2 separate regions of the Triticum aestivum genome follow, and region 1 is linked to region 2. Evidence: chromatin contacts called from public Hi-C data. All regions are on one chromosome and are shown on one strand. Each heading gives the region's core, a stretch centred on a gene start, on an enhancer-like site or on the middle of the called end of the contact. The rest is flanking DNA. Distances are from core to core; before and after follow the strand shown.

What was found. Hi-C and Micro-C count contacts between places; a contact is called where the count stands out from the background.
Region 1: a Hi-C map of leaf shows a contact between it and region 2, with 5 times the contacts expected there. The contact joins the promoter of LOC123052855 here to the promoter of LOC123052853 in region 2. A contact is called at or near these places in 2 of 5 Hi-C or Micro-C datasets (both in leaf).

What each region holds. Positions count from the first base shown.
Region 1 is chr2D:304,847,449-304,850,970 of IWGSC CS RefSeq v2.1, forward strand. It overlaps LOC123052855 (leucine-rich repeat receptor-like serine/threonine-protein kinase At1g17230), which reads left to right and starts at 1,732. Exons shown (of 3, transcript XM_044476208.1): 1 at 1,732-3,522. The coding sequence starts at 2,130.
Region 2 is chr2D:304,431,026-304,435,096 of IWGSC CS RefSeq v2.1, forward strand. LOC123052853 (peroxisomal membrane protein 13) reads right to left here and starts at 2,109. Exons shown (of 5, transcript XM_044476207.1): 1 at 1,943-2,109; 2 at 684-920; 3 at 245-579. The coding sequence starts at 1,949. LOC123052854 (a long non-coding RNA gene) reads left to right here and starts at 2,183. Exons shown (of 3, transcript XR_006425135.1): 1 at 2,183-2,355; 2 at 3,626-3,728.

The sequences.
Region 1 (3,522 bases), core at 482-2,981, 420 kb after region 2:
CTCCACCTAAGATGCGGTCCACTGGTCCCTCGAGCCCGTGCACACCTCCAAGAACGACGCCCCCAAGGGGGGAACGACATAAGAACGCCGCCGTCTTCCGATCAACTGATTTAGGGTTTCCCCCGGAGGTAGCAGACAGTGACCTTGAAACTCTCCTCGGCGATGCCTTCAAGAAGGGAATGTCGCAAAATAGCGCCGCCACCGCCGGCTTTGGCAGTAAGCCGAAAGCAAGTTTTCACCCGGATCTGTTCGAAGGACCTCCATCAAGCACTCGTGCACGGATCGCCGCCATCTTTGCCGTGGACTGGACGATGGATCCAGGCCGCCACAGGTGCTCCTCGACCGCGGGGAGAACGCGCCTGCGCTGTCGTTGCCATCACATTCGCCGGCGGGCGCCCGCTGCTCCTTGCCGCCGATGCACATCACTGTGTTCTTGTTCTCGATACGATAGCTTTATTTAGGTTTCACATGCTCTGGAACACACATAGAATATACCTTGGTTGCCGAGGGCCTAACTTTCTTTGCATGTACAGACAAGGTATATTTGGCCGAACGGGAGACTGCTACTGCGAAGGCCGAATTCATGCAGAACGTTAGATATATATTGACCTCACTAAACAAACCAGATGCCTACCCTGCATGTGTACGTGCTCGATCTATACTGATTCTATATAGAGCATATCGGCTGTTGAATTATCTGCATGCATGGTACAAAAGTTCTTGGCCTAACCAGTGATGTGTGCCGGTATGTCAGCACATATTTTCATACGCTTAGTTATTTCAGATGACTGACCCGGTCAAAAACATATACTCCCTCCGCCCCATAATATTTTTGACACTAGTTCAAAGATGTGCTAAAGATATCAACAGGATTCCTTTGGAGAATCTGAATTCCGTAGCTTAATTATTACCTGATGTTGAAACGAAAATTATAGACACTGCCTGATGCGATCGCTGTGAAATGCTCATGGTTAGTGTACGATATGATGTGATGTAAAATTTGGCTGGCTCTATGTGTTGCTGGCTAGGCTATCTAGCTAGGTCCAGGGGGTGGATCTAACTCAAGCCGACACCACATGAACCTAGCGAGCGAGCTGTGGAGATGAAATGACAGGTAGCTAGCTACTTGGCCAAAGATATGATTGAAAAGTAAACACTTTAAGAAAATGGTTTCCGTGAATTCCGTGAAACGCAAAGATACTCTCAACCGTTATCACCAGTGCCGGTGAAATAACTGAACCTGACGGTCGTGCGCATATACTTTTGATACACAGCGAGGAGATCACTGAAGAGTCTCGGTTTCTTTTTGAAAAGGGGATAGCCCGCGCCTCTGCACTATTGTGATGCACATATCCAATTGATGTTATTATTGCCTTATCATTCTTATTAATAGCTACATCTGATGTATTCCTAGGATTCGTTTGAAATTCTTCCCAACCAAAATATGAATCATAGCATGCTTATATAACTTTGAAGAGGCCAGCTCGTCCTAATAGTTGAGTGGGAGTGCATGCAAAATCTCGAAGCCCTAAGAAATGAAAAAGGTACGAGATGAAACACACGTAATCCTAGCCACAAAGTGTTTATGTTAACTCATCGCAAAAAAAAATGTGCTTATGTTAACGACACCTCTTTTTCCCAAACCAAAACGGCGCTTTCGGCTAGCGGGCGATCCACACGAACACACGTACTCCTACTTTACTGCGACAAGTCTACTTCTATCGTCTATGCGTCATCGTGTTCAGGGCGAGGCAATTGTGTGGCTGACGGCCGGGTCCAAGACACTCCCCACGCCCTTCCCCGCGCACCACCTGCTCGGGGAAATGCCAGCGGTCAATGCCATCGCCATGCGCCCACAGCACAGTGCACCTGCACGCCGCCCTTAAAGCTTCACTCCTCTGCTTACTGCCTCCCTCCCCTTGCGCTTGCGGGAGCGACCAGTGACCAGTGCCACCCACCTCGCCCATGGCCTGCTGTTTCCTGGTGGCGTAGTCATAGACTCATAGTGGGTGGGGAAGGAGGTCCATGGCACTCTGTTTCTTGCCGCCAGTCTAGTCTAGTAAGTGTTCCGCTGTGCAGCCCGAGCTCCTGCCTGAGTTTGGGTTTGGGTTTGTTTCTCGCGTACGGCAATGGCGACCGTGGCGCACTTCTTGCTCAAGATTTTTCTATTTGCCGTCTTGAGCTCGGCTGTGGCAGCGGCGGAGCAAAAGGAGACCGAGGCGGCGGCGCTGCGGGAGTTCAAGCGCGCGCTGGTGGACGTCGACGGGCGCCTTTCGAGCTGGGACGACGCGGCGAGCCCGTGCGGGTGGGCCGGCATTGCCTGCTCCTTGGCACGTGAGGTGACCGGCGTCACGCTCCACGGGCTCGGCCTCGGCCTCGGTGGAGCGCTCTCCCCCGCCGTCTGCGCGCTCCCGCGGCTCGCCGTGCTCAACGTGTCCAAGAACGCGCTGTCCGGCCCCGTCCCCGCAGGGCTCGCCGCGTGCCGCGCGCTGGAGGTGCTCGACCTCAGCACCAACTCCCTCCACGGCGCCATCCCGCCAGAGCTCTGCGCGCTCCCGTCCCTCCGCCGGCTCTTCCTCAGCGAGAACCTGCTCACCGGCGAGATCCCCGCCGACATCGGCAACCTCACCGCCCTGGAGGAGCTCGTCATCTACACCAACAACCTCACCGGCGGGATCCCGGCATCCGTCCGCACGCTGCAGCGTCTCCGTGTGGTCCGTGCGGGTCTCAACGACCTTTCCGGCCCGATCCCGGTCGAGATTAGCGAGTGCGGCAACCTGGAGGTGCTCGGGCTCGCGCAGAACAGCCTCGCCGGGACGCTGCCCCGCGAGCTCTCCCGGCTCAAGAACCTCAGCACGTTGATCCTGTGGCAGAACGCCTTGACCGGCGAGATCCCACCGGAGCTGGGGAACTGCACGAACCTGGAGATGCTGGCGTTGAACGACAACGCCTTCACCGGCGGCGTGCCGAGGGAGCTCGGGGCGCTGCCCATGCTCGTAAAGCTCTACATTTACCGGAACCACCTGGACGGCGCCATCCCAAAGGAGCTCGGGAACCTGCAGAGCGCCGTGGAAATTGACCTGTCAGAGAACAAGCTGACAGGAGCCATCCCGAGCGAGCTCGGCAAGATACAGACCCTACGGCTGCTCCACCTCTTCGAGAACCGCCTGCAAGGCAGCATCCCGCGGGAGCTCGGGAAGCTGGGTGTCATAAGGAGAATAGACCTGTCCATCAACAACCTCACCGGCGCAATTCCGATGGAGTTTCAGAACCTGCCCTGCTTGGAGTACCTGCAGCTGTTCGACAACCAGATCCATGGTGCCATCCCTCCTTTGCTGGGGGCGAGGAGCACACTGTCGGTGCTGGATTTGTCGGACAACCGGCTGACGGGCAGCATCCCGCCTCACCTGTGCAGGCACCAGAAACTCATCTTCTTGAGCCTGGGGTCAAACCGTCTCATCGGTAACATCCCTCCCGGAGTGAAGGCTTGCAAGACCCTGACCCAGCTCCGGCTGGGGGGTA
Region 2 (4,071 bases), core at 859-3,358:
AATAGGTACAACATAGAAACTGACAACAGCCTGAGCTTCAGAGTAAAATAAAGTGGACAACTGGATGAAGAAACTGTAAACAAAGATTGGGTTGCTTTAGGCAGAAAATGTTCGTAACCAAACATTTCACATTAGACATTAATGAACATTCGGAAAGTTATGGCATGCTTCAATGTGTACTGGACGGCTGGACCAATTGAAACAGAACACAATCATGATCAGTGAAAAAGTAGAAGTATTATACCACGCGTAGGAAGGACACCCAGAAACCCGGTGGTGCTGCGGGAGGGCCAAATGAATTTGGATCCGGATTGCCGTAAGGACCCATACCACCCATACCGCCCATGCCACCCATGCCGCCCATACCACCCATGCCGCCCATGCCACCCATGCCGTAACCACCATAAGAGCTTCCCATGCCACTGTTGTACATGCCTCCTCCATACATCCCGGAACCTCCATAGAGGCCGCCACCTCCTCCATAGCTCGAGTACATGCTATTCCCATAGAGCCCGCCACTACCATAAGTACTGCCATATCCACCAACCGAACTATACATATTGGATCCGTATCCTGTTCCTGTATAAGAGGAAATGAACATTCTCAGGACAACCACTGTTGGCAAGATATCCCCAAAAGGCAGACAAGCTTCAAATAGGCTCTAGGTCAGTACAGTAGATTACCTCCATAGGAATTTCCATAGCCTGTTTGCTGCCAAGGACGTTGGGGCATAGGCCTCGAGATGGAGTTATTTACATTGGCCGACATGTTCCTCTCTGTAGCAGCAATGGTTTCTCCAGGTTTAGCTGTACCAGAAGCTTCGACGACATCGCTAGTGCTGCCACCAGATGGTGGTTTGAAAGGAGACGGACCGGATGTTCCCTCAGCCCCAGCACGTTCCCACGGTTTTGGTGGTGCACCTGGAAATTTAACCGAGTGAAGATCAGAATTGATCTCAACCACTTAGAAATCAATATGTGAGGCATAACATCAGTGAGTTGAGTTGAGAGGCATTACAAAACCCCATAATCGGATAATGAAAAGCACTTGACTGGCAGTGAGCTAGCAGCAAACTACAATACTGAAGAATGGCCAGCACAACTGGAGTGCAGAAATAGAAGATCAATGAAAGGCACCAACAGAAGATGCACAAGTAGGTGAGCTATCTTTCAGCCAAGAATATCGTTTAGCCAAATAAGCAATTTCTGTCGTATAAAACGGAATGGGTTTATAAACAAGAAAACAAGAGGTATATGATCAAATGAACAATGTTAGGCTGCCTCCCAGGAAGGAGTAGTTACTTTGTTACACCTCAAATGAACCGTGTACTTTGACAAACTAGTAAGCCTGTAAGGGCTCAGGCACGGACATTAACCAATCATGGAACGTCAAGAGCCGCAGGGTATGCAAAACTCTGGTCGATAAGCTCTCTCGAGCTAACCAAACCCTCTTGAATCATGCCAATCAACATAGAATCAAGCTCAGAGCTACAAATTAGCGGGTACTGGCACATCAAGGCATCTCCCGGGACAGCTCGAGCTACTAACCGGCCGAAAATTCTCAAGGCCACATCCTCGCACGAACCGCCAACGCCAATTCCTAACAAATCGGTAAAATTGACGCCAGTTCCACCGTCCTTCATCCACGTCAAGATAGCTGAAGCAACCCGGCAACGATTCATCGCGTTGCAAGCTCCAAGTTCGTACAGAAGCACGACCCCTCAACCTCAAATCTGCCCTCCAACTGCGGGAAACATCCCTAAACAACATCTCGCCCCAAAGTTCGCGGCCGAAATCTCAAGCGGAACTGAGCAAGAATACCCGAATCGGACCGAATCCTCCGCTACGGGGTGGACTTGGCATGGAATCGGAGAAATTAATCGAGGAATCGAGAGTTTGTTGGGGGATCTATCTAGGGTTGGAGGGGAAGGGGAAGGGCGAACCTGCCATTGGCGTGCGAGGCCTACTCTGTTCTCTTCACCGGCAAAGGGTCGTGCGATGCAAGCCGGCCCACGCTCGCCCGCAGCCGATTTTATATCAGATTTGCTATTTCACATCTGCCTGAGCCGTTGGATCTAGCCTCTCTAATATTCGCGCAAACGCAGGCTCGCGACTCGTTTGTCTGGCGCGCGGCCCGTTCCACGTCGTTGTTAGTTGGGGGCGGGCCGTGTTTTTTTTTCTCTCAGATTTTTGGGCTGGGGCCTTTGTTTTGTCTGTCCTCGCCTCGCATTCTTCTGCAGAGAGCGCCCATCGAGTTTTCCCTCTCGCATTCATTCGCCCGTTTCCCATTCCTCTCCAGGGCAAGCAGGCGACGGCGATTTTGGAGAGGGAGAAGGGAAAAGGGGGTAGAGACCCGGTGAATTAAGTTTCTCTTCTTGATTCTTGTAGTTTTTGTTCGATTTTTAGTACTATTCCCCTCTGCTTGTGTTGTATGTACCGCATGTTCTAGGGTTTGTCTCCGATCCCATCCAGATTTTCATCTGCTTGTTAATGGGGATCCTTCTGCGCCCCCCCCCCCCCCCCCCCCCCCCCCCGGCGTCCCCGTGAGGGAGGGGCGATTTTATCAGCGATCTTGGATCCACGCAGATGTGAGGGAGGGGGATTTTATCAATGGTAGTTTTGTCTGTGTTCAGTTCATTTTCTTGTCATTTTTTGCTATATTCAGTAGAAGTAGGTGTAGGTTCCAGTAGCTGATTAGGTTTTGATTGTACGAATTGAGGTTCAAGTTGTTTTGTTGGTTGTACGAATTGAGGGTTAACCATTTTTCTTAGGAGGATTAGGTGTGGGGAGCACTTTGTAAGAATGCGTTGTGTTCCAGATGAGTTCTCAGAACTGTACTAGTAGGATTGTTTTTCCGACCATATACTGTTGTTCTTCTTGATACCATTGTTTGTAGATTTGTCTTTTGTTTTTGTCTGGCTGCGCGCCAATAGCTAGTAAGTAAATTTTGTGAGACTGGTGGCACATTCAATTGGTAATTGTTTGCTTTTCTCGTGGCATTTTTTTAAGTAGGGGGTGAACTAGTCGTTTGATGGTTAACTGTTTTTTGTGGGTGTACTGTCGTGATAGATTGTGTTCCATTTTTCCTAACAGATCAAGTAGGACTTTTCTCTTATGTGGATGTTTATCTGTCATGGTATATGCTTGTACTTTCCAAGGCTGTATATAACCTTTATACACGTTTTTTTTTCATGTATAGTATATGAACATCAGTTATCAAAAAATGGGGATCCATCATAGGGGTGGGGAGCACTTGTAATGATGTGTTTGTGCTCCAGATGAGTTATCAGAACTGTACTAGTAGGGATTTTTTTTAACCATATACTGATGTTCATCTTTGATACTGTTTGTTGTAGATTTGATTTTTTTTTAACTACCAGATGATGAGTCATTTTAAAATGGATGCAGAAACTGTACATGATATGTTCTATCATGTTTATTTTATAGTTTTTCATGGATGCAGAAACTGTACAGGATCAGTATTTTTTTCTGTAGCTTTTCATGGATGATGTGAGTCATGATATGTTTTTGTTGCAGGCCCATGTCTTTTTCCATCATTTATCTTTTGTGTAATTGGTATTCTTTAGGAACTCACGTTCTCTTTATTTATTTTTTTGCCTTTTCAGCTCCGAAACCAGGATGTTGTGCTCAGTTTGCTTCGTTCATTGTGAGATGAACAACGGCAGGAGCTTTGGCATGTTTTTTCGGGATGTCAATGAAAGCTTTGCGGTAATGTCTGCTGCCACATTTTTTTGCTGTTTTTCATGTGCTCTGGATGTTAATGAAAAATCCACCATCGACTCGCAACTCGGATACCCGCCCTAGTTGCAAGTCCACTATTGACTCGCAACTCGAGGTTTTTTTTGTTCTTTGTCTCATGACACTTGCAAATCGACCCTTGGCTTGCAACTAGCGGTTTTTTTCCGTCGGCGAGTTGCAAGTCTACTATCGAGTCGCAACTAGTGGACTTAGTTTTGTAATTGCCCCAGTTTGCAGGTCCACGATTGACTTGCAACTTGGTAACCGCCTCTAGTTGCAAGTCCACCATTGACTCGCAACTCGAGGGCGTTTA